Linked DNA regions of Sus scrofa: region 1 is linked to region 2. Evidence: chromatin contacts called from public promoter capture Hi-C data. All regions are on one chromosome and are shown on one strand. The core of a region is the stretch at or near the end of the contact, and the rest is flanking DNA. Distances in the headings are between cores, read along the strand shown. Region 1 holds the start of SLC7A1 (solute carrier family 7 (cationic amino acid transporter, y+ system), member 1). Region 2 overlaps SLC7A1 (solute carrier family 7 (cationic amino acid transporter, y+ system), member 1).

Evidence for each region. Promoter capture Hi-C pulls out the DNA fragments that hold promoters and counts their contacts.
Region 1: a promoter capture Hi-C map of fetal skeletal muscle shows a contact between it and region 2, with 4 times the contacts expected there. The contact joins the promoter of SLC7A1 here to the enhancer-like site in region 2. A contact is called at or near these places in 2 of 5 promoter capture datasets (fetal skeletal muscle and liver), 8 of 47 Hi-C or Micro-C datasets (alveolar macrophages, blood, embryonic fibroblasts and 5 more) and 1 of 2 datasets of contacts at active chromatin or transcription factors (alveolar macrophages).

Annotation. Positions count from the first base shown.
Region 1 is chr11:6,600,383-6,607,392 of Sscrofa11.1, reverse strand. It overlaps SLC7A1 (solute carrier family 7 (cationic amino acid transporter, y+ system), member 1), which reads left to right and starts at 2,739. Exons shown (of 13, transcript NM_001012613.1): 1 at 2,739-3,025.
Region 2 is chr11:6,546,280-6,553,676 of Sscrofa11.1, reverse strand. It overlaps SLC7A1 (solute carrier family 7 (cationic amino acid transporter, y+ system), member 1), which reads left to right. Exons shown (of 13, transcript NM_001012613.1): 6 at 2,588-2,709; 7 at 3,182-3,404; 8 at 4,025-4,164; 9 at 6,768-6,870. Among named protein-coding and RNA genes, the nearest start is that of SLC7A1, 55 kb to the left of the region's middle. Within about 2 kb of position 2,871, at least 14 of the 83 cell types and tissues checked have an H3K27ac peak or open chromatin away from gene starts, as enhancers often do.

The DNA of each region.
Region 1 (7,010 bases), core at 1,490-3,989, 54 kb before region 2:
GGTGACCCCACCTGAAATGACACCAGCCTGGCGCCAGAGCTAATCCCGATGTTCTCTGGGCATCTGTTATGTGGCAGGTACGGTGCTTGGTATTTTATAAGAACGTGGTCATTTGTTCAGCCCGGTACGACAATCCCTGTCTTAGAGCATGAGGAAAGTGAACTCTGGAGAAAGCTGAAATAACGCGCCCGGGCGTATGCGGCTTAGAAGGTGCACGGCCAGGAGCCGAAGCCGTGTTCTCTGACCCTAGAGCCACACGCCTCGCCCACGAGAACACTGCCTGGAAACACTTTAGACTAGGGGTGGACCCATTGCCTCGATCTGCTTGACCAGAACTGTGGTTAACTGGGTACTTGCTCTATGTAAATTTCTGCCAGGTTCTTTACGTGTGTATGTATTTCTATGTTAATATAATACATTCTACAAGCAGTTTTAGAGTCACAGAAAAACTGAGGGGAAAGTATGGAGAGTTCCCATATACACCCTGCCCCCTACCCAGTCTCCCCCAGTATTAACCTCCTGAATTATTATGGTATATTTGCTACACTTGATGAATCAATGGTTGACATGCTATTATTAGCTAAATTCCATCGTTTACATTAAGGGTTAGTCTTTGGGTTGGATGGTCTATGGATTTGGACAAATATATGCCTTATTTATCCCCCGTGCAGCACCACTGAGCAGTTTCGCCGCCCTAAAAATCCTCCATGTGCTACCTATTCACCCCTCTGCCCCTTTCCCCCACAAGCCTCTGGCAACCACAGATCATTTTACTGTCTCCATGATTTTGCTTTTACCAGAAGTTGGCATCATACAGTATGTCTTAAAAGAGGACACACACAAGTGCTTTTAGGGTCTAAATTCCAGCGTCTCCTTTCCTTAATTGTCTTTGGCATCGCGGCTCCATTGCCCTTTGATTCTCATTGAGGTTGCCGGTCACTCATGATCCCTCTAGACCTACAGTGTGAATTCTAACCTGCCTGAAATTTAGCGTAACTTAGAACACTCAGCCAAGGCTTTTCTTTCTTTCTTTCTTTTTTTTCTTTCAGCTTTTTCTATTTTCCTAACTTTTTGCTGAGACCTTGGGTATCATATTATTTTTCCTGGTTCACACTGAATTTTTTCTGCCAGGACGTTGCTGCTTCCAGGCCTTGTCAGGGAGAGCCTCCTATGGTCTTTCTGAAGGCGAATCCTGCTGGGTGGGACTGCTGAAAGCCTCCTTGGTTAAGCTCTACCCATCTGCCCAGCAGGGCTCGGAACACTTGCTGGCCGAATTTACAGATATTAACTCCGTGTTCCCTCTCCGTGTTGCCCACGCAGAGCATTATAATCTACCACACTCTACTTTACCTCCAAGAGTCTTTTAAAGAAAATCCTGCAGTCATATTTTGAGCACTGAGGGATATTTTGATAAGAATATGAAATTTATAATCTCCCAACAGGGTGAAATAGCTTGCAGAAAACCACACCGCGATTGAAGTGGTAGAATTCAGATTCAAATCCAGATCAAGTGCAAAGACGAAGTTGGTGGGCCTTGAATCACACCAGGCTTCCTAAGGTGAGATACTGTGACGGCTGGCTGGGTCAGAGGGTTGAGGAAGCTGTGTGGGGTTCAGGAAAAGCCTCCACAGGAGACCTTCTGAAAGCAACTTGAGAACATCAATTCATCGGTTGAAATGATATACTGCTGAAACTCATTGTTTTAAAATAAGGCATATATAGTTCTTTATTATAAGGTCAAGCATTGTTCAAAGTGTCTTGCAAATACTAGCCCATTTCTGTGTGTTCATTAAAACGTTTTCTGAAGCCAGCACCCTGCAATTATAGGCTTTACAAACTGCTACTGTAATTCCAAGAGTGCCAAACCCAGTGGCTGACAATGAGCCCCCATCACTGACCAAGGAAATCTGAGGGGTGCGGAAGCGGGCAGGAGGTGTGGAGGGGATTCAAAGGAGTGGACAACGGGCTATCGTTTTTCCTGTTTTCCTACAAAGTTACAGAGGAGGCTGGCAGGATTAATCTATCACCTACTTACCTCTCATGTCACAGGTTACTGGATCTCTAAAGACTGTGGTTCTTGCTTGGTTTTTTGGAGCAAAGAGAGACAGCAATGACGGAGCCTGTGAGATAAGCACTGTGGACTCCTGCTACAGTTTCTGCCACCTCTGGGGGAGTAGCTCCGGAAGTAGTCGCTGTGACTTGCCCGCCAGCCAGGTGCTCGTCCTACCGCCAGGGCACAGGCAGGCTCAGGCTTCCGGCCCTTCCCGAAGAGGGGCAAGGTAAGTTATTTATGAAAATAAGGGAAGAGGAATAAAATATTCCAATGATAAAGAACGAAGATTTATAATAATTAAAAAAACAACAACCCTTGAAGCGGCCCCCCCCCCGTCTCTTAGTCTAAGAAGCAAACTGGCCGCTGGCTAGCACCGGTCCGGAGGGCGTCCAGGGGCCACGAGGGCCGGGCCTGCGGTGGTAGCTGCGGGGACCGGAGGATGCGGTCGGGCGGCGCGCTGGGATTGGCGGAGAGAATGGCAACAAATGGGCGGGGCGACCGCCTCGGCGGCGGCAGGCACCGCCCACCGCGGGGGAATCCCAGGTTGGGGCGCGGGGCGCGCGAAGACGCCGCGCCCCGCCCCCCGCCCCACCCCTCCCGCCGCCCGGGCCGGAGCCGCCACCGCGCCGCGCTGCCATTGGTGCCCGGCGGTGACGCGGGCAAGAGGGCCGGGGGCGGCCGGGGGCGCGGGGCGCGGCTGATGAAACCGGCGCCGAATCCCGCCCGCCTTCGACTCTCCATTCAGTCGGCGCGGGCAGGTGTGATCGGCCAGTCAGCTGCCAGCGGGGCCTGCGGCTGCCGGGCGTCCGTTACCCGAGCTCCCACTCGCGCTGCTGCTCCCCGTGCGCCGCATCTCCGCCCGAGCGTCCGTCAGTCCGGCCACGCTTCCATCTGAACGTCCGTCAGTTCGGCCGCTCGTGCGTGGGTCCAGTCCGGGTCTTGCCCGCATCCCGCCGCCCGCCAGCCAGCCGGGTAAGTGCCCGGCCTCCGCCGGCGCCGGGGCAGCTGCCCCGCTCCGGGTCACCTTGCGGGGGAATCCCGGCGCCGCGTGGGGCCGCAGGAGGGCGGCGCGGGTCCCGGGCAGGGGCGTTGGTATCCCTTTGGATGGGCGGGGGCCGGGTGGCTGGTGCCGCACGCGGGCCGGTGCCCATGCGGTTGTCTCTGCCACGGAGTCCATTTTGGTTCCCTGAAGGCGCGGCGTGGTGCATGATGCAACACCAAGTGAGTAAACGTGGGCGACCTGGCGCTTAGGGGATGCCGACCCCGCGCTCCCTGTCGGGCACCCGGGCGCGGGGACGTAGGGGTGGTCGCGGTGGGCAGGGGGCGGGGAGCAGGCACGGGCCCGGCAGGCATCCGGAGACCTTCCCTTACATGGCGCGGAGCGGAGCACCCCGCCCCGCCACGAGGTCCACGATGTGTCATCGGCCGCGGGTCGGAAGCCCGCCGGGTGGCTGGAGGGTGGTCCTGCGGCAGGTGGCCGGCCGGGCCGGCGCCGCCCACGCCGCACGCCGGCCGCGGCGCCCACCTCCCTGGACCCCGGACGCGGCCGGCTGGCCTGCACCTCTCATCTGCATTCCCCTGGGTTATTTAAGGGAAGTTCCCCCCTCCCCCCCCGGCCCGGGTGGGCTTCCTTGTGACCCAATTGGGCCCTTAAAGGCTGGGTGGTTCAATACTTCCAGATGGGTTGGAGGGGAACGAAGTTCTTCCGGCTTCACCAAGGCAACCTATTTTCCCTGTGTTCCTTTCTACGTAGCAGAAAACTCCCCAGGCCAGGCAGGTCACGCCGTCATTCTAAAACCTGTGTGTACACAGCAGCAGTCTCTGTAGTACTACTACCGCGTGCTATTTTCGCTCCTTCCCCTTTTTGGTGGCTGTGGGAACCAGATAGAGTCCTGTGTAACTTGATTAGGCTAGCCGGACAAGTGCCTTCTGGCAGAAAAAATACACTTGCCAGAGCTCACCTTTTTTCCCCCTAAATAAGCTCTTTAAAATGTGACCAGGAGAACTGTTATGTTGGCCTCTGGCTGCATTTCCTAATTGTGTTTAATTTGAATTATAATTTATTTGGGATTTATCGTAATCGTGTCTCGCCATTTACTGTTGTGTTAAAATAATAGGAAACCATGATACATTTATCCCCCTGATATTTTTAGTTGGTCTCAGTGGAAATTATTATTTCTGTATGAACAAACCCTTCTGTCATTAAAACAAAAGATCTTAAGTCGCAGAGTCAGGAACTTTGGGGAACAAAGTCAGCAATTGATTAAAATGGTTTTTAAAGGTTTAATATATTAAGATCATATTTCATTATTATAGATAAAATTTAAAGGGTATCAAAGTTTTGACTAAAAAATATAGGACAAGAATTAATAGAGATCAGACATGTGCTCAGTTTAAATCTGGATTGAGCCACATGGGTGCTCTTACGCATATAATTGTTTACTTTAAAGGAAAAAGGGCTTGAAAGACAGGATTGCTGGCCTCGGGGAGCTTGAATTTTAAGACACATGTTAATTATATTTGATAGAACCTTCCATTCTTTGATGGAATTAAAGACATGTTTACCGGCTGTTCTAGTCTGTAGTTTCTTTTCTACTAAGGCCAGTAAAAATATGTAATTATGTTGGAGGGCCCAGCATTATGTCTAATTCAATTAATCCCTCTCGTTATTAACTATGTATTTGAAGGTATTGGCTTATTAATCCCAGAGAGGAATTTGAAGCAGGAATAAGTGCACCCTTGTTATGGAGAGAAACATTTCCCTCTGACCCTGGAGTGGTGTGGCCAGGGCATCATCTGAGATGTCCACCTACCACCTGGCTCTGAGTCCCGGGGGCCAGGCCCTGGTGTAGCTCTGTGTGGCTGTCCCCTCCAGCCCGGGGCACTCACCCCTGTCTGTTCCAGTTGAGGGCAGGTCCCGTGGGCTGAGAAGACTTTGCTTTTCCTCTCCTTGAGGCAGTGGGTGGTGGGAGGCTGGCCTGGAGTTGAAGAGTCACTTCAGACACGGTGCAGAGAAGAGATGAGGGGGGCAGGCGTAGAAGCAGGAAGGCCAGTTCAGAGATGCGTGACTTAAGTCTGGAATAAAACCCAGGTTCCGCGGATTCCTGCACGAGAGAGAGAGTAATGGCCATGTGTCATCTCTGAGAGAGACCTGACGGCAGCTTGGGCCGGGCTGGGCACGACAGGCACGTGAGCTGGTGGAGCTCTGCCCCACCTGCAGGCTGGGGTGCACGCTCCATCTATAGATTTGGCACCCCACACGTGGCCTGTGGATTCCAGTGTAGGGTGTGCAGGAGGCGGAAGGCGGTTCCGGGTAGGGTGGAGCTGCCGTGTTAGTGAGAGGGGGGAGGCTGAGGAGGCAGCTTGTTGGGGAGAACTTCTGAAAAGTCACAGCTGACTTCCATCCTCCAGGGACAGGACTGAGCGAGGCTTTGCAGCCACCTGCCCCATTAGCCAGCTGTGCCTCCTCACCCTCAGCGGGACCCCTGGGTGCCTGCAGCCTCCTGGGGCTCCCCAGCGCCCTCCGGTGGGCATGTGGTCGTGGCTTGTCCCCAGGCTTAGGGGTTTCTGGGGCTTGAGGCCACAGGCATTGGCTGTGCCCACCCTAAAAGTTGTAGCCAAAGGAGATTAGTCACTTTCGTGGCAGGTTATCAGTCCCGTGGGAAAGCGTCCCTTTTTTCTCCGTGGTCCCGTCCCCACCCCCCGACTCCAGAGCAGCTTTGAAAGTAAATACTTGTATTCGCTCAAGGTGAGTCTCATTTGTTCATCGGAAGGACCCAGGCTGCGGGAAAGACGGCGTTGCTCGTTGGAATAGATTCTGGCTTGAGGTCCCCATCCCGCCACACCCCCATCTTTCGTTTGGCTTTTCCTCTGGTTACTGTCATTAGCAGCGGGGACCGCCACGCGGCAGATGTGGTGAACGAACCCCGCACGGCCGGAGGTAGCGCTGTGTGGACCTAGAGCCTGTGCAGCGTCCGTGCAGCCCGGGGTCGTCGCCCGGGAGCAGGCTCGCTGCTTCTGGGAGTCGAGGGCAGGCAGTGCCGGCGCCTCCCGAGGCTTCTGAAGCCCGGGCTTTGCTGCCGGCTCCGGCGCAGCTTCCAGAAGGTCCTGTCGTGCCGGGACCCTGGAGACTTGCTCTTGGTCCGCCTGTAAACTGCAGAAGCGTCCCTCTCGGCCTCTCCATAGCGAAGCTAATAACCATGGCGTGCGTGGAGTTGCAGGGAAGAATTACGGTACGAGGTCAATACTTTGCGATTCTTTCTTTACGAAGTAAGTTCCTTCTGTTGCCAGGCTGTTCTTTGGATGATGACAGCCAGAAATCAAAATCAGGGAAACCTTCGGAGGTGACCGAGGGGTGGATTCGCGTAGAGGTGGGAGAATAAATGTCCTTTGCTTGGTGGGACCGTCTTTCCACGGCGTCTCCCCGTTTCCTGAGTCACCTTTCCCCTCTGGAAGCAGTTGTGCCCTTAGCATTGTGATTCCTGTCCAGTGCTTTCCTCAGAATATTCATGCAGTGAGGTTCTTAGCTGTGAGAACAAGCAAATATTCTCCCGTGTGCGTAGGAGGGGACCTCACTCTCCGCCTGTGCTCTGGGCACAGCGAGCTCTGCCTTGCGGGGACCCTCTGGCGGCCGTGCGGCCCGGGGGCGGCCTCTGCTCCAGGCTGGGTGGAGGGGGATGCCCAGAGTGGGCTCCGCTCGTTGGATAAGTGCCTCGTCTAAGGTATTTCTCAGAGCCACGTCGCAGTTCTTTCCCATATTGTTGCATAATACCTGGCTTCTGGTGCCTACCTTATAGGGTTGAGAGGATTTAAATGAGGCAATGGTCCAACATTATGCACTTGACCTAGCTTCTGGCACATACCAAGCTCTTAACTTAAATGTTACCTATTATACCAGAATGAAAGCTCGGTTTTTTGATTTAGGTGTGGAGAAAAACAATCTATTCCAATTTTATTT
Region 2 (7,397 bases), core at 1,622-4,121:
ATAACTCCCTGTTCTCTGTACAGTAGGACCGTGTTGCTTAGCCATCCTGTAAATAAGAGTTTGCCTTTGCTGACTCCAAACTCTCTATCCATCCCTCCTGTATCTCCCCTCCCCCTTGGCAGTCACAGTTCTGTTCTCTGTGTCTGTGGGTCTGTTTCTCTTCTGTAGATAGGTTCATTTGTGCCGTATTTTAGATTCCACATATAAGAGATATCTGGTATTTGTCTTTCTCTTTCTGACTTATTTCACTTCGTATGAGAATCTTTAGCTCCATCCATGTTGCTGCAAATGGTGTTATTTCATGCTTTTTTATGGCTGAGTAGTATTCCATTGTGTATATGTACCACATCTTCATTACCCACACCTCTGTCAGTGGACATCGAGGTTGTTTCCATGTCTCGGCTGTTGTGAACAGTGATTCTTTTTGCTTACTTCTGAGTAACCGGGTGACTGGTGTACAGAAGGGCTGGTCACCCAGACACAGGGGCCAGACCCTGACCTGAGGTCTGGGCTCAGCCTCCTCGGGCTCCAGGTGACATCTGCCAGGCAGTGGCCTGGCTACTTCTCTGAACATGCATCCCCATTTCTTCATGTATAAGATGCCAGATGGCCAGTGCTTACGACCACCACGTGCGGATAATGGCTTTTTAGTTGATTTATATGAAGAGCCTTTAAAAAATATTTCTCAGTGTCTTGGTGAGAGGCTATGTAGAGTGGACTTTGCAGTGGTTTTGTAGCGATACGCTGCCCCCTGGTTTAGGAACAGCCAGACTTTCCTTAAAATTTGAGTTTAAGTTTTGGAGTAGAGACTATATTACCATAGTTTCCGTCACAATATTATAAACCCGTTTACACTGAGAAGCTGTTCCCGCTCCTGCCTCTACCTCATCCTCCCGCCCCGTGGGTAATTGGTTTTGTTAGTTTTGTGTGTGCGCTTCAGCTTTTGTTGAAGCGCAGGCAGTTGCGGGTGTGTCTTTATGTTTATTTTGAATAGTGCATGTGTACTGTGTATGGGGTTTCCCTCTCCTTACATAAAAAGTAGCGTCGCACAGCCACTTGCTCACCACACCTGGTCACGCACCTGCGAATTCTGCAGACCTGCTCGTGTCAGGAGCTCGGCCTTTGTCACAGGTGCCTGAAGTCCCAGCCCCTGAGCCTAGCGGTGGTTTTGAGGGGACCCAGTGGCAGAGCTGGCTCGCAGTTCATGGAGAGCAGAGGGACACCCTTCCCTGTCCCTCGCGGTCCTTCTGCTCCGCCGCTGTCTGACTCCTCCCCGTCCCTGCGCTGAGGAGCCCAGAGGCCGCTTTCTGCCTCCTCGCCCTCTGCCGTCCCCGTGCTTGTCTGTCCTGTGTCTCCATCCGCGTGATGGGGGCGCGTCCAGCCCTCGTCCTCTCCCCAGTCCCGTCTCTCCCTGGGGTTTAATGAGTGTGCTGGACCACCCCTTCTTCCTCCCTGAAAATGGGGTTCCCAGAACCTCTCCAGGTGCTTCTGCCTGGAGGTGGTTTAAAGCAGACCCTGGGGTTCACGCTCTGACCCACGGCTGTTCCCAGCCCTTGATGCCGGGGGCATCTGCAGCCCTTCCGTACCTGTCCGTCTGTCTGTCTGTCCGGCTGGCAGCGACAGGGGCCCTGGGCATAGACCCGTGTCCTTCCATTAGTGTTCGGGTGCTGAAAGGGTCTGCTGGGAGCCCCCTGGGGACCCCGCCCCCTTTGGTCTTCCCATCCCCCCCTTCCCGCGCTGGCTGCCTGTCAAGTGTTTTGTTTTAAGCTTCAGCCACTTTTCACAATAGTGGTCAGCTCTCCGGAGTGCTCTGCACGCTTAGTGATGGGCAGACCTGGGGGGTGCGGGGCTGCCTGTGGGCAGCTGGGGGCGGGAGGACGCAGCCCTGCCCTGCGTCCTGTGCCTGGCTGACTTACCGGTCCCGCCTTTGTACCCGGCTGTGGGTGTGTTTTAGTCATACTTTAAATGGACACACTTCGTGTCAGCCTGGCAGTGGTTTTTCCTGCGTCTGGCATGCATGCGTTTCTTGCACTTGCTACAGGGAGGCCCATGTTTGAGAAAATCCCCAAGCCCTGGCTTTCCGGGGCTGTTTCTGAAACTGAGAAGTGTGCTCGTCATTTAGGAGTTGGGGTAAGGCTCCCCGACTAGAACATAGCCGGGTCCAGTGTGTCTGTTCCACTGGCCAGTCCGTGAATCCCGAGGACAGTGGCTTGGAGCGGTGAGCTGCTGGCAGCCCTGAGAACACCCGTGCTTGCCGACGTGGGGCAGGGCTGTGCCCTGAGGACCCTCTTTCTTTGCGGGTCCTAGGGAGGGGCCTCTGGTGTGGGTCCCTCTCCTCTCCCGCTGGGCACCTGCCTCGCGATCCCTGTCCCCAGTCGGTGTTTAGCAGGTGCTTCTGGGAAGGGCTTCATGCGCAGGGCTTCCTCCTGCCCAGGCGTGAGTGGTTGTGACAACTTCCCCAGGACCGGTCGCTGAGGGTGGGAGTCCTGGCCACAGGAGTGGCTGTCGGGTGGGGTGCTGCCTGGGGTGGCCCCTCATCGGGGCCCCAAGTGGGTGCTGTGATCTTGACTGTGGCTCTTTGTTCCAGTGCCACGAAGGTGGGGAAGCCAGGCGTCGGTGGGTTCATGCCCTTCGGGTTCTCTGGCGTGCTGTCAGGGGCAGCCACCTGCTTCTATGCCTTCGTGGGCTTTGACTGCATCGCTACCACAGGTACGCCCGCCCTTGGCTCCCCTGGGCACACCTGGGCTCACCTGGCCGCGGCCGCTCTCTCCCTTCCTGGGGGCGTGTGTCTCCCTCCCGAGAACCGTGTGGGTGTGTAGCTTCCTGCTCACCCGCCCCCGGCACCTCCCCACGTGCTGGGCCCTGGCCTCGAGCCCGGATGCTGACGTCGCAGCTGTAGCTGACTGCATATCTGCCTCCTCCCCGTCCCCCACCCGGGAGAAAAGGGGCCACCAGCGCTGTCATCGTGGCAGATTGAACAGCCCTTCCTGGGCTTCCCACATTGTCTCTGCCAGAGGAGACGGCCTGTCCTTGCTGAGCCACAGTGGGAAGGCCGAGAAGGCCGTCTGTCCCGGGCACCGTGTGCTCTGGTCCTCAGTGCTGAGGGCGCCCCCTCCCTCCCCCGAGCCAGGAAGGCCCCAGCCCCCTCCCGCCAGTACCCCCTGACCCTTCCTTCTTCCAGGGGAGGAGGTCAAGAACCCCCAGAAGGCCATCCCCGTGGGCATCGTCGCCTCACTCCTGATCTGCTTCATCGCCTACTTCGGGGTGTCGGCCGCCCTCACGCTCATGATGCCCTACTTCTGCCTGGACAAGGACAGCCCCCTGCCCGACGCCTTCAAGCACGTGGGCTGGGATGGTGCCAAGTACGCCGTGGCTGTGGGCTCCCTCTGCGCCCTCTCCACCAGGTGAGGAGCCGGGCTCCCGGGGGTGTGGGTTTGCTGCAAGCATCCCTCTCCTCCCTGGAGAGAGAGCTGCACCCCCCGACCCTGGCTGTGGCTTCTCCCCCTGTCGCTGCTGTCAGCCACCCCAAGGGCTGTTGTGCTCCTGACATTTCATCGCGAAGAACCCAAGCCCCATGTTTTAGCACCTTCTGCTCAGCAAGGGCCTGGCCGTCTGCCCCCCGACCATGGCCACTGGCTCAGGCCCCCTCTGTGGCCCCCAGTTTGAAAAAGGGAGCCAGTGGCTTTTGAGGAGAAACAGTTTGCCCTGCTCGCTCCTGCTGGCCTGGACGCACAGAAATGTGTGCAGGACCTCGGCTGACCGCAGAGAGGTCCCCTCAAGTGCAGCAGCGATGCTCTGATTTTCTCTTTGATTCAGCTAGAAATAATCAGTTTCTCTTCCAAAAAGTTACATCCTGATGCCCCGCTGGTTCACGGTAGACCTTTCCTGGTCCTGCACTTAACACAGACCTGCAGTGAGTGCTTTTCCTGGCGTGCTGCTGAGCCCAGGCCTCTGGCCGCTGCCGGGTGCTGCCTTGACTGCCGGTGGGCGATTGTGCAGATGCGTTTCGCTTCCTCCCATCCAGCCTTTTAGGCTCCATGTTCCCCATGCCGCGAGTTATCTATGCCATGGCTGAAGACGGGCTGCTGTTTAAGTTTTTGGCCAAGATCAACGACCGGACCAAAACACCAATAATCGCCACGTTAGCCTCGGGCGCCATTGCCGGTAAGAACTGGAGCTCGTTTCACACGCCGGTATTTTAACGGTGGAGCAGTTATTTCCTGGGGAAATACCTTGAATGGTGCTGGTCTCTAAGGAGTTATAGCTGGTCTTTTTAACATTTGTTTTTCACCCTTGGAATGTGGCTTATTACAAGGTAACTAATTCCCTTTTGATAAAAGGCAGAGAGGCCAGGTTTACAGAGGGTGTGATGGAATTCTGGAAATGTTTGAGTTTTTCAGTGATTATCATCTCGTTGGGCAGAGCTCAGAATACACACTGTCCCTTCAAAGCCCCACGTCACTTCTCTTGGGAAGTGAGTGTCTCTTACAATCAACGTTTTATGAAACATGCCACCTCTTCCCCAGGGGACGTGGCTGGTGAGGCCAGTTGCCCTGAGTTTATAAACAGTGGCAGACCCGGGACGGGGGCTTACCTTTTTTTCTGTTGGGCCACACCCGTGGCATAGGTAGGTTCCCAGGCCAGGGATCAAATCCAAGCCACAGCTGTGGCAACGCTGGATCCTTAACCCATTGTGCCACCAGGGAGCTCCTGGGGGAAGCTTATCTGATCGTGTCCAAGAAGACCTTCTGACCGAGGAGCGCAATGGACTGGAGAGATTGCAGCGAGGCCCCGGGCGCCCTGGAGGGAGACAGCTCTTTGTCTCCTGTTTCCTCCTTGAATTGTGTTTCGTGGCCCCGGGAGCAGGGGTGTCCCAGGCCCCAGGTGGAGGCTCAGAGGTGCAGGGTCTGTGCTCCTAGTCGGTGTGGTGCTGGCTCTGGTTCCTGGTTGGTTCGGGGCCAAAGAGCTGGTTCCTCCCTGTGAGAGTAGAACAGCCGGTCTTTGTACCTGGTCTGGCCTCGGCTGTGCCCCTTGGGCTCATCAGGTCGCCGGAGGTAAGGCGTTGGGCTGTCTCGGGGAGTGAGTGGTTGGCAGTGTTCGTGCCCTTGGCAGAGGGCACCGTGGTCCGTGCATTATTACATCCCGAAAGGAAGCTAGTTTTTCTCTGTCGTGTGACTGACTCTGCGTTCTTGGGCCTGATGGCAGGGGTCAGGTTCAGGAACCTCGTATGCCAGGATATCACCAGCGTGGCTAAGGATTAAGGAACCGGAAATGGTGTTTTTTCAGTATTTACATTTAATTTGACCTTAATCTCCTTCCCGCACTGATTAAGGGGCTCTAACCTTTAAAGGGACGGCAAAGTACTGGTGTCGCCAAACCGAGGATTTTACTCCTTTTCATTTGGCAGGAGGGGTAGATAAGCCTTGAGTTTTCTGAAGTCACCTCACACCGAAGAAGCCGGGCTCACGTTTCTCTGAGGGGGAGCGTGGGCATCTGCGGCTCACGCAGCGGGACCCCCCTCTGATGCCCCAAAGCCTCACGGCTCTTTGACTCTCTTGTTTAGGCTCAGTTGGCGTTTGGTTTAGTTGCAGTGGTCTGCATGGGCTCAACCAATACCTGTGGGAAGTAATGATTTGTTGTTATGTTTCAACTTGTACTGATTGCATGTGATTTGAAAACACCCCAATTTTAGCCAAGTTGTTGTTATTTGCTTTTTAGGGCTGCACCCGCGGCATGTGGAGGTTCCCAGGCTAGGGGTGGAATCGCAGCTGTAGCTGCCGGCCTACACCACAGCCACAGCAACTCGGGATCTGAGCTGCATCTACAACCTGCACCACAGCTCATGGCAATGCCAGATCCCTAACCCACTGAGTGAGGCCAGGAATCGAACCCAAATCCTCACAGATCCTAGTCGGGCTTGTTAACCACTAGGCCACGAAGGGAACTCCTAGCCAAGTTGTTTTTAAATGGGAAACTTGACACATTCCCCACATAAATAGACATGCATATTCTCATAAAAGTAACAAAGGGTTTTCAAATAAGCAGACATGTCTTGTTTTGTTGTAAGCGGGGTCGTGGTGAATGGGCTGGTCTTGCTTGGGAATAACGCTGCTCTCCATGCCCGACTTCTGGGTTAGGAGCCCCTGAGAGTCCTCCTGGAGCCCCGGGCTTGCCCTCAGCCTCCTCATCCCTCTGCCTGGTGATGCAGTGTGTCAGGGGATGTGCCTGTCTGTTCAATGGCACATACCTACCACGTAGCGACTGGCATGCTTTCATGAGTGCCATTGGCTGGCAGATGGATGATGGGTGGATGGACGAACATGTTTCTGGGTCAGCACAGTGTTGAGGAGACCATGCTGGGCTCAGAGCCGTGAGCACCTAGCTCAGATCCTGGCTTTTCCGCTTCTTAGCGGTGTGACCTTAGGTAAGTCCCCCAGCGTGTCTGGACTTCTCTTTCTCCACCTGTAGTGCAGGGAGAGCTCGCAAAATTGCCACAAGGGTCAAAAAGGGTCCTGTCGATGAAAAGCACTCTCACCAGTTAGTATAAACGTTGGTAATTGTTAGCATCTGTCGATCACTGTGTATGTGGTTTGGTCCTGAGCCTGCCTTTCCTTGAAGCCAGCCCCAGTGTTTTCACAGAAAGGGTGGCGGGTGGGGGAGCAGAGGCTCGCCCCTTGCGTGCCCTGGGTGGCGGGGGTGGCGGCGCTTCTGGTGCTGGCGGTCAGCGTGTGGCCGTGGGTCCTGACGGACGTCTCTTCCCTCCCCAGCTGTCATGGCCTTCCTCTTTGACCTGAAGGACTTGGTGGACCTCATGTCCATTGGCACGCTCCTGGCGTACTCGTTGGTGGCCGCCTGTGTGTTGGTCTTACGGTACGTATGGCCGGTCTGGGTTCCAGGACAGATGTGCAGCTGCCCCGTGCTAGCCTTGCTCATAGCAGTTCGTGTTAAACCATCGAGGGTTATACAGTGCACAGCTCGGTCGTTGGCAGCTCCTTTGGGAACTGCCTGGAAGACGCTGGGGCCGGGAGGTTGAAAGCCTGGGTACAGAGAAGGTGCTTGAAGAGGGTTAGGGCGGCCCCACCTCCCTCTCTCCCTCTCCCTCTCTCTCCCTCTCTCTCTCTCTCTCTCCCTCCCTCTCCCTCTCTCTCTCCCTCCCTCTCTCTCTCTCATGGGCCCTGAGTTTTCTGGCTGATGGTGGGTACAGACAGGTTGTCAGCCCTACTGCTGGGCCAGGTTTCTTGGGTCAGTGCCTTCGAAGGCTCAGGCTAATGATTTCCATTTGGTCCAGGTTCTTGGGACAGGAGGGACCTGGGGACGAGCCGTGGTGGGAATTGGGAGAAGCCAGAAACGTGGCTCCCTGTGATGCTTGCGTGTGTCCCGTTCCTGCCCCCGGAGGG